Regions from separate parts of the Mus musculus genome. Here regions 1 and 3 are each linked to region 2. The links are chromatin contacts, called in public Hi-C and HiChIP or PLAC-seq maps. All regions are on one chromosome and are shown on one strand. The core of a region is the stretch at or near the end of the contact, and the rest is flanking DNA. Distances in the headings are between cores, read along the strand shown.

Evidence for each region. A called contact is a pair of places that touch in the nucleus more often than the background predicts. HiChIP or PLAC-seq counts read pairs in DNA pulled down with a chosen protein or histone mark.
Region 1: a Hi-C map of bone marrow-derived macrophages shows a contact between it and region 2, with 3 times the contacts expected there. The contact joins two enhancer-like sites. A contact is called at or near these places in 2 of 484 Hi-C or Micro-C datasets (bone marrow-derived macrophages and psoas muscle) and 3 of 115 datasets of contacts at active chromatin or transcription factors (bone marrow-derived dendritic cells, cardiomyocytes and embryonic stem cells).
Region 3: an H3K4me3 HiChIP or PLAC-seq map of bone marrow-derived macrophages shows a contact between it and region 2, with 5 times the contacts expected there. The contact joins two enhancer-like sites. A contact is called at or near these places in 1 of 15 datasets of contacts at CTCF or cohesin (pro-B cells), 1 of 484 Hi-C or Micro-C datasets (bone marrow-derived macrophages), 2 of 115 datasets of contacts at active chromatin or transcription factors (bone marrow-derived dendritic cells and bone marrow-derived macrophages) and 1 of 9 other capture datasets (embryonic stem cells).

What each region holds. Positions count from the first base shown.
Region 1 is chr10:96,826,878-96,830,640 of GRCm38.p6, forward strand. No RefSeq gene overlaps it. Among named protein-coding and RNA genes, the nearest start is that of Gm46240, 73 kb to the right of the region's middle. Within about 2 kb of position 2,169, at least 41 of the 459 cell types and tissues checked have an H3K27ac peak or open chromatin away from gene starts, as enhancers often do. A contact at or near this core is called in bone marrow-derived macrophages, where this site is marked.
Region 2 is chr10:96,336,559-96,340,089 of GRCm38.p6, forward strand. The region is part of intron 2 of Gm33782 (a long non-coding RNA gene); the gene reads left to right. Among named protein-coding and RNA genes, the nearest start is that of Gm33782, 29 kb to the left of the region's middle. Within about 2 kb of position 1,668, at least 107 of the 459 cell types and tissues checked have an H3K27ac peak or open chromatin away from gene starts, as enhancers often do. A contact at or near this core is called in bone marrow-derived macrophages, where this site is marked.
Region 3 is chr10:96,798,692-96,802,462 of GRCm38.p6, forward strand. No RefSeq gene overlaps it. Among named protein-coding and RNA genes, the nearest start is that of Gm33897, 85 kb to the left of the region's middle. Within about 2 kb of position 2,245, at least 4 of the 459 cell types and tissues checked have an H3K27ac peak or open chromatin away from gene starts, as enhancers often do. A contact at or near this core is called in bone marrow-derived macrophages, where this site is marked.

The sequences.
Region 1 (3,763 bases), core at 919-3,418, 490 kb after region 2:
CTGAATTTACAAACCAGTGCTCTAGCTGCCTGCCTATAAGACTCTATTATGTAGAGTACTTCTTTCATTGAGCCTGGTTCCAGATCTGCCAATTTGTAAATATATCTATATATCTATATATCTATATCTATGTCTATATCTATATGTCTGTCTGTTTCTCTTTGTCTCTGCTCTCTCTCTCTCTCTCTATATATATATATATATATATGCATATATATATATATATATATATATATCACATAGAGTGGTTCAAAGATGAAAACAATTTAAAATACACATAAGTAATTTGCTATGACATTGCCATTCAGCTCGGATAGAAACGATTCCTCATATCTAAGTCATCACTTGTTGTAGTGGGTTTTAATGGAAAAATCTTCAATCTGTTAACATTTGTCTCTTGAAGATTTTAGTAGTAAACAATTGCTTGTGTAGATATTTTAGAAATGAACACTGATGCCAGTCACTAAGCAAATAACCATGGAGCAATTCAATGGGAATTGCGAATGTACTTTCAGACAATTGACTTGGCTCCTGAAATGGGATCCACAGCAGATACTGTTTTGTGTTTTCCAGCTTCAATAGAAACTCAGGGTGATAGCAGCCCCAGACAACTGCCTCATAAAACCTTGTGAGAGACTGTGAACCCAACCATGATGCTCCCGGTTGCCTGGCCCCTAAGAAAGTCCATGAGATAATTAACATTTGTTGATGTTCAGCAATGGGTAGCTCTTGTAATAACATTCATGGCAATAAGAGGTCAAGGTATTCATTAGAAAATGGCCAGGGTGCCTTGCACAGAGCCAGTATGAAATCTGGGAAAACTGAAGCTGGATTTCCTGGGGAAAGAGGATTTATCTGAGATGAATGGCCTGAGCCAGACAGAACTGACCGTGCGCGTGTGTATGTATGTGCACATCTCTCTCTATGTCCACAAGAAGAGTGCTACAGATAAAAAAGAAAGGGAAAGTCAACTTTGAGATTGTAACTTGTACCAGTCTTTTTCTTTTCAAGTGTGTTGTGATTCTATAGATCATTTTATTCGTGAAGAAATGCTTAAAATACAAAGAAATGCCCCTCTCGGGATCCACAGAGAGGACAGGGTGGAGCTGGGACAGGAACTCGAGCTGGCCTGAGTTCCATAGTTATTATTATTCTGGTGTTAACTACATGCGTATGTATGTCTGTGTGTAGGTATGTGCACGTGAGTGCAGGCTCCCCTGAGACTCCCAGAAAGCATCAAACCAGTGGGCACTAGTGACCTTCATAACCGTGGTGCGGGGAACCCAGCTCCTGTGCTCTGCATGAACAGTAAGCCCTGGGAATCACCAAGCCATTCTCTAGCCCCCATACTTCCTCTACTGCTGCACTTGTAGGTCAAGGAAGGAACACTTGAGAGGATGTGATCAGACATCAGATAAATAAAACTGCTTGAGGGAGAAGCCATTTTGCTTTGTGAAAAACAGTGGAAATGAGTTTGGGAAAGTCTTGGTTTTTCACATATAAATTCTAAGAAAGCAAATTTTCTATTGGGTATTTTCAGTTCATATATATATATATATATATACATATATATACACACATATATATATATACATATATATAAGTTCTTATATGTATATATATACACACACATGTACACATATTTATTTGTGTGTATATAGAGAGTATATGTGCATGTATATATATAATTTCTAATGAACATGTAAGGGAGATGATACTTCTGATCATTCTACAGAAGAAAGATAGAAGGCAAATAAGGTGTCCTGTGCTCATGACACAGAGCCAAGGTTGAATTTCAGGCAAGCCTAATTCTGAAGCCGAGCTCGCTCTGTACACCTGTGGTCCTGTCATGTGGCTTGTGCTGGTCTCCCTGGAAATCAGGCACAGTCAATCAGCTGCCCCTCGTCTCCTTATGTAATAACCTGGAGAGTAGGGAGAGCCATCTGTTTCAAGAGAAGCATATTTGAGTCCATAAGGCAATGGGTTGGCAGAGAACAGAAGGATTATGACATTGCCATTTGGTATCCCTGACTTAGTCTGCATTTGTAAAATAGAAGTACGTGGTCAAACATGTTGATTTCAGAAGGCTACCATTATCACCATCCAGAGGAAAGCACAGGCCGCGGTACATCATATGGAGAATAAGGGATATATTTTAGGAGGATGACTTCAGCCATGAGGTTTTTGAGCTTTTACTTCCTGAAACCTTTGCTTCCAAAATGACTCATGGGGTAAGAATATTTTGATATTGAGACACACGAAGCAGAAAAACAAGCACAGGGGAGAAAGTTGGATTGGTATTAAGAACACAAGATCACACAATGATTGAAACATTTAGAACCAGAGCAGTGGTTTCAAAGGAAGACTGTAAATATATTGAAAATTCAGAGAGCTTTCAGGATGTTTACATACCCAAATTCAACCCCTGGCAGGCTCCAAGAACGAGACCCAGGTCTCCAAGAAGTTGCTCTGGGGACCAGCCTCCGTTTAGAGTCACTGTCTGAGAATTTGAAAGCTTATCACGGGAGGTTTATTGTTAGCTGTTGTTTTAAGTTTATTTTTGTGGTCTTAAAGACTAAAATCACGGTTTTCTTTAATTGCCTTCTCAGTGTTGAAAGCTGTCTAAGTATTCAGTATCTTTTCTTGTCAATAGCCACTCTTTGAAATCCTGTCCTTGATAAAACACTGGCTACTATGAAAATAGGAAGGTGGATGTCCATTGTCTATCTTAATATAGTTACATTTAATCAGAAAGAAAAAATGAGATTAAAAGTGGCAAGAAATAGGTCAGCCATTTAATAAACTAATAGTTTTGTTTTGTTTCGTTTTTTAAAGGAACTCCAATTAATTCTTTGGCATGTTCCCAGAACCCCTAAAACACGTGCTGAGCATGTTATATACTCAGAGTACCTAAACAGAACTCACCTGTAGTCTTCTTGGGATTTTCTATGTCATCGCTGACTTAGTAATAGCTCCAGTTCTTATGTTAGAGAAGGGAATTCTTGTCCATTTTCAAATGGATGAAAACTATTGAGAGAGATTTGGGTCCTACATTTTCTCCTGTTATGTAGGTTAGCAAGGAAGTGGCATCGGAGAACAGACCGTAATCTTTTTTTTTTTTAATTAGGTATTTTCCTCGTTTACATTTTCAATGCTATCCCAAAAGTCCCCCATACCCACCCCCCCAATCCCCTACCCACCCACTCCCCCTTTTTGGCCCTGGGGTTCCCCTGTACTGGGGCATATAAAGTTTACAAGTCCAATGGGCCTCTCTTTGCAGTGATGGCCGACTAGGCCATCTTTTGATACATATGCAGCTAAAGACAAGAGCTCAGGGGTACTGGTTAGTTCATATTGTTGTTCCACCTATAGGGTTGCAGTTCCCTTTAGCTCCTTGGGTAATTTCTCTAGCTCCTCCATTGGGGGCCGTGTGACCCATCCAATAGCTGACTGTGGGCATCCACTTCTGTGTTTGCTAGGCCCCGGCATAGACTCACAAGAGACAGCTATATCTGGATCCTTTCAGCAAAATCTTGCTAGTGTATGCAATGGTGTCAGCGTTTGGAAGCTGATTATGGGATGGATCCCTGCATATGGCAATCACTAGATGGTCCATCCTTTCGTCACAGCTCCAAATTTTGTCTCTCTAACTCCTTCCATGGGTGTTTTGTTCCCATTTCTAAGAAGGGGCAAAGTGTCCACACTTTCAGACCGTAATCTTTAAATGCTGGCAAGAAACAAGAGTCAAATGAATAAACCAAAT
Region 2 (3,531 bases), core at 418-2,917:
AAGTTAGAGTCATCAGAGATGTAAGTGCCTCGGTTGATGAAATGCCTCCATGAGAACCAGCTATAAGGCATTTTTTTTTTCAATTAGTGATCAATGAGGGAGGGCCTAGCGCATTGTGGGTGTGTCATCCATGGGTTGGTGGTCTTGGATTCTATAAGAAAGCAGGCTGAGCACCAGGCGTGGTGGCACAGGCCTTTAATCCCAACACTTGGAAGGCAGAGGCAGGCAGATTTCTAAGTTCGAGGTCAGCCTGGTCTACAAAGTGAGTTCCAGGACAGCCAGGGCTACGGAGAAACCCTGTCTCCGTAAAAAAAAAAAAAAAAGAAAGAAAGAAAAGAAAAGAAAGAAAGCCAGGGAAAGAAAGCCAGTGAGCAGTACCTTTTCATTGCTTCTGTATCAGCTCCTGCCTCCAGGTTCCAGACATTGCTTGAGTTCTTATCTTGGCTTCCTCCAGTGATGGACAATGATCTAGAATTATAAGCTGAATATCACCCCCCCCCCCCCGCAAACCCAACTGCTTTTTGGTCTTGGTGTTTCATTGCAGCAATAGAAACCCCAAGACAGATACTTTATTAATCAGGATAGGAACCTCTTTAGGACCACAGAGAGTCCCTCTATCCATGGGATCATTAAACCCGGCTCAGAGATTTTTATTCCCTTTGTCTTAGTTGGAGTAGGTGTCTATGCTTAGAGTGCCTGATTGGCTCTACTGTGCAGCTAATGCTGAGAGCCACTGCTTACTGTAAACCTGACAGCATGGAGTTCCAAAAGCATTATGTTCCTCTTTCCTGAGATTGAGTTTCCTCGGAACTGGAATTACTTTGTGTAGATTTAAAATAACCAAGCACTAGAAGGCATTCAGTAAGGAGCTTATGAATAATGAATGAGTGACTGAATGAATAACACCTATACATCCTCACTCCCCACTCACCGATGTTTAAAAGCTCCGTTGTAGTCACAGAGTCATTCGGGGCTAGAAATTATGGAAAAATATCAGAATCCGTGCGGCTCTCTGGTGTTTGGAGAGAAGAATGAGTCAAAAAGAAACGTCTATGAAACCGAATAAATTATGGCCTTTAAGAAAAACTTGAGAAATTTTGAATTAATTAAGAGAATGTGCTGGGGGCAGGGGGTTGGGAGGAAATAGACGCATGAAATTTACCCCAGCAGGAACTTTGAAAAAAAGGCTAATCCTAACATATTCTGCAGCTGGAGGTGAGGGAGAAGGGAAAGGCTTTAAATGTGGGACATTGGCTCAAAGGGGATATGAAAGGTACCAGAGTCTGGAAGACACCTAGAATCCCCTTAAGACCTGTAGTCAGAGCCTGAAGGTCAGCTAGCCTGGAGGAGAACGGGCTGTGTGGGAGTCCAGCATGGGCATCTTGACACACAGCTGTGCTCTATCGGCTTTGGTGATTGTGATACGTGCTGAGTGATTCATGAATGTTTCCTACTTAGTAGCCTGGTGAAGTGGACTTCCTTCTCCCAAGTTTCACCCTCCAAGAGAGTTGAATGTGTGCTTTGAATCACCTGTGTTCGATGCTTGTGGATTGTAGTTCACTCAAACAAAGATTCCCATATTGTTCCTCTGCTATGACTGGTCAGCTTGTGGTGGTTGTGCCAGGAGCCTTGATGCCAAACACATCTAATCGGCTGACCTTTCCCCAGCCATGTACATAGTTCCTGTTTGTGGTGACTACAGTCATCTTTGCTGTGTGTATGACATACCAGGAATGAGTGGGCAATTGAGAAATTTCTTGAGTTCCTTGAACTTAGGGCTGTTTGTTTTAAGTTCAAATATTGACTCTTGTTTCCCAAAGGAACACTTCTAGTGTCGAGGAGGGTGTCGAGGAGGGTTCAACACCTTTTGTTTGTCTTCCTTACACATGATTGGGACAAATGGTAGAACCTTCTTAGACTGTTTCTATGGTCTGGTCTCCTGTGCACACACCTATGCAAAAAGCATACCATAAGGAATTTTATTTTCCTGTGTTTTTAGCCCTTTATCAAGAAGCCAGAACTTCAAAAGCAGCTCATGAACAGCCTATGCCAGGTGGAAACTTAACTATCTGACCTTCTGTAAATGTTATATCATTTCTGGCTTTCTGATGGGTTAAAAAAAAAAGTACAACCCTTCTCTCTCAGTCTGTGTCTTCTGATAGCAAGTCCAGACTAGCAGTTTCTGACTCACACAAGAGATGGTGACTGTGATGTTTATAACTGACCTTATTCAAGAATTCAGTTACGCAACCCTCACCTCATTTTCAAAAGAGAGACATGTGTCATGAGAAGGGCTCCAGAGGAGGTGAGAGGAGTCAGCTTGGCCTGACCTCAGCACACTTGATTATCCAAATTGGTCCTCTTTTGCCCTCCGTGAAAGTGAGCTAGATGCATGCCACATCTGCAATCAGACCTTGCCTTAAGTATTTCTGTGTAGTCCTAACCAGTTTATAAGCAAGTAAGATGGCTTGCCTGAATTTGTCAGAGATGCCCTGGTCATAGTGTCTCTACCCAGAAACAGAACACTAGCACAAAACACTATATAATGGTTGTGTCTCTCTGCACAGCAAGAAACCCATTCAAGAATTACCCTGAAGCCCAAGTGACATTACGGTCAAGGCAAATCCTCTTCTGGTCATGGACACCTGCATTGTGTAGTCTCCACCTGGTTCTAATCAACAACTTAGAAGGGACAATACTCTGTACATGGCATGGTATTGGTGCCCTCTACATTGTTAATATATCACTAGGACAAAATATGTATGATAAACAGGTTAAAACAGATTTATTTTGGACTCACAGTACAGGAGGATTCAGTCCAAAGTTACTCGGCTCCACTGTTCATGGGCCATGGTAAGAAAGAACACATGGCAAGAAGCGTGTATAGAAGTGAAGCTGTTCTCTTCATGGTTGACAGGAAGCAGAGAGATGAGAGGGGTTAGAGACAAGATGCCAAATCCCACAGACCCACCTCCTCCAGGTACACCCCACATCTTGAGTCTCCACCTCAAAGTGGTGTGTTTAGGTTATAACTCCATCAATCATCAAGCCATCAATGGAGTCAGAGTTCTTTTGATTCAATCACTTATAGAAGAGCACATCAAAGACAAATGGAGCCTTTATAGGAACATTCCAGAAAGATCTGTGTATATGTATATGTATGTGTATGTGTATTGTATGTGTGTGTATATATATATATATATATATATATATATATATATATATATGCATGTATTTTTCAGGTTTCACAGGAGAACTGGTCTTTCTGTCTTCTCTCTCTTTTACAGCTATAAGATTACTCTAATGACTGGCTTCCATCACCCAAATGTATCTGGTGCAATTTTCTTCTAACTCCTTCTCACCTTACCCATGGGAATCAGATCTTTGCTAATGCCTGTTAAGAAAGGGTGTCAACTTCCTGTTGGACATTGTTTTCTTTTCTAGTCTAAAGGCTTCCTGCGCATGACATCAGTCCATCATTATCTTGTGGTCTTTTCTTGGAAAGGAATTGCCTATTAGTATTGCATGATA
Region 3 (3,771 bases), core at 995-3,494, 460 kb after region 2:
TCCTTTCCTTGTGACAGTACCAACTGGAAGCAGGCTCTGTGGTAGCATTCTATGGGCAGGAATTCTCAGATCACCCTCTGCTAATGAATTGCCTCATGTAAGAAGTAGGATAAGAAATATGGGACTTAGATACCTACCATCGCAGCAACAAGACTTCATTGAAGAACTGTTCACCTTCGATGTTTCTGCCACCCTCATCCACCAGCTTAGTCACAAATCCTACATTTTCTCTATACACTTTTTAATAAGATGTGATATGCAGTCCTTCTACTTACAACCAAAGTTAACTTTTCCACCAGTGGAATCCATTCTTATTTTGTTCTCCCTGAGACCTAGAATTCTACCCTCTTCCACGAGTTCTTTCCTCTTTTCTTGTAAACCAAGTCAAATCACTTCTATGACTTTAGTTAGCAGTGCCTCTTTCCTTCCCTACCAAGGTTTTGAAGATAGAACATGCTATGCGTATTCATTTCTCATTTTCTTCAAAGTACACTCTAATTGGTCTTCCACCTCATCCCCTTTACGAAAGGTGTATCCATTAAGCTGAACAATCAGTCTGCCTGTGAAAATTTGAGGATCATTTTAAAGTCCTCATTCTAATGGATCTCTGGGTTGCATTCAGTCCTGAAAATCACTTCTTTTGTGAGTCTCTACTTCAGTGGATATTGTGGCCTGGGGCTCTTATGATTTCCTGTGGAACTTTCTTTGATCTTCTTGTCCTAGGTCTTCATGAATTTCTTTCTTCCTTTTGGCTTTTATATCCTGGAGTGTCCACAGTAACACTGAACACATTTGAATCTCTGGCCATTATTCAGAAGTGTGCTTCTTGTATCCAATCTTCCCTCTCCTGGGTCCCGTTACCCTCCCCCCCCCCCAAGCCAGTGCCAGAGTAACCAACATACAACACATGTAGAGGCAGGCTGCTTCCTGGTTTAATCTCTGTGTTCATTCCTCATGTCTAGATGATAAAATCATATTGCTGCAATGTGAGTTAGTGTCTCCAAAACTCTTCTTTTTGTTTCTCTAGTGTCTTCTCTCACTATTTCCTACTCTGCATCTTAGTGCCTACAATGTCAGCATCCATCCCAATTTTAATCTGCATATCTTTCTCATGCCTTCAGGTCATGATCCCATTTCCATGGGATATGCTTGTTTTTCATTTGATATCTCCACTGGGTGACTGTAATTCGTGTGTGTGTGTGTGTGTGTGTGTGTGTGTGTGTGTGTGTGTGTATGTGTATGTTTGTGTGTGTTTATGTATGTGTGCATGTGTATGAGTGAACATATCCATAGTCACATTGTTCTTCCTGTGGCACTCTCTCCTCAGCTACATGAACCTTGTTGTTGAATTACAGGGAAACAATATATAATTTATTCCTGAAATATCCGTGCCTCCTAGTGAAGGACTGGAATGAAGAACTAAGCACTGCATGGATTTTTGTTATTCCCATGTTACATTTTAATAAACATGAGTCTACATTTATCTTCTAGTACAGTTCGTTTGTTTTAGTAACAATTGTGGATGCCTTGCTCTTAAATTCCCCAGTGGATCATGAGCGCTGTTCATCATCTGTATGGGGGCTGGCAGATTAGGTTTTCATGTCACTTTGGTCTTTATTCAAATCATTAAAGAAAAAGTTGAATAGGGTGGATTCTACTGTAGAATTAGCAAGTGGTGTTCTTGAGTCTAGTGTCTTGTTTTCTTTTTGTCACAATGGTTAAAACAAGAACATCTTAACCCAGTAAGTGTTCAGTTGCAGACTGGGATCATGTGTGGATTATAGCTTATGCCTTATCTCTCCTCTCTCTCACCCAGATACTTTATGTTTTCTCTAAAAGATAATGTACAGTAAATCTGTAATGAAGACTTGTTGTAGCAAATATCCTATTCTTTCTTCATGGATAGCTAGTGAAGACTCACCAGGAGAGATGCTAGGGGTCACACAGCCTTTATTTAAGGGAGACTATAATACTCTAATAACGCGATCATTTTCTATTCATTGTATTAGAGTCCTATAAGAATAATTACCAATTATTTTTGTTTACCATAACTCCAAGGAAAAATAGTCCAGGCTAATTGTATTAAAGAAAGATATAATTATATCCTCTAGAATGGCATAAAGCAAGTTGCAGAAAACAAAAGAGTTAATAATAACATTAGGTAAGCCTTTATTCACAAGGAAAACTTAGAGGCATTAAAACACTCATAGTGCTCAACTAGTGGCTCAGGAGCCAATTTCAATGAGACACGTGGTTTTTTTTTTTCTCCTTCCATCTCCACTGGATGATGGAAATGTTTAGTCTGTGCTTAGTCATGTAGATGAAACAATCATTGTTCCTCTATTTTCCAGCCCAGACACTGAAGGGCAGAAAATGTATCTGCGTCCAGAAAATGTATCTACATCCAACAAAGCCATACCGCCTTGGCCTGCCCAAATAGTGCCACCATCTAAGAAGTGAGTATTCATGTGCCTAAGAGTATAGTAGACATTTCTTGTTCAAACCATTGAAAAGGTAAGCAAGTTGTCCAAAGTAATACAGTTATTAACTTGTTTGTTGAATCACGTTTTGCCCTAAACATTTGTAAGAATATACTCTTATTGTCACAAATGCTCTCTCCATCCTAACAGATAGCCATGCGCTTCTCAGAAAACAGCACCACCCACTTCAGTGCAGTGAGTGGGACATTCCATTTGTATACATTGCTTTGGGTAATAGACAAGAACACAACTATTAAAAACCCTGTTGCATGCAGAAGAAAATAAAAGAGTTTTTGTTCTGTCTTCTTTTAATCATATAGTTCATTGTGGATAGGCTTAGAGGAGAATTGGGAATGTAACAGTCTTAGTATCTTCTTCATTATGGCCATCATCATTACTGCCATTGTGACAGGAAATAATCCTAGTATTTCTTCTTTGGTCCACAACGGGAATTTGGCTTTATTAATGCATTAGGAAAACAACATGGAGTTTTCCGTCTCCCTCTGCCTACACCATTGCTACTCCTTACGCAGGAACCTGTGCATCATATGCCCAGAGGATAGCAGGACCCAATGGGAAGTTCCATGGAGCCTGCCCATATCTCCTTTAAAATCTTGTCTCTGCTGTGTGCTAATCTTATTTCCATGCATTAGGTGAACTAACAGTCATTACTTCTTCATCTATTTCCTGGTGACTATTTTGGACAAGAGGAATCTGGAACTGCTTTTGATTGACGATAAAAGTTGACTTGGAATTTCTGAATCCAGAATGAAAGGTGGCACTATGGCTCATCTGACTTTTCTTTCAATGTGTATTCAGTGCTCACTATATGCCACACACACTATTGTAGGTGACAGAGAATCCACAGTAAACAAAACCATGGCAATGAGTTTGCCCCAAAGGAACCTGCCTTCCATTCAGGGGAAACAGACAAAACCGTAGTCAACATGTCTGTGAGTGATGAAATTCACAAGACAAGTAAAGCAGAAGCCATTAGGAGGGTGTCTAGTCTGTAGCACAGTGCTTCTCTCTTCATCTGCTATCTGAGCAGAGGCAGGGACGTGGGATCCTTAGCCAAGTGGAGCAAGAGTTTTCAAAGAGGAGGTTCAAAGATCTTACCCAAGCTCAGATTTGCAACTTTGAGGGAGAATCAGGGAGGCCAGTGTGGCAGGAGCAGAGGAAGAAGACAAGGAGAAGATGAGAAGATGAATTCAGAGTCAAAGAAGATAGTTAATATAGGATCTTTATTGCCAAATAAAGAATTTGAGTTTTACTGTGTGAGAAACAGGAA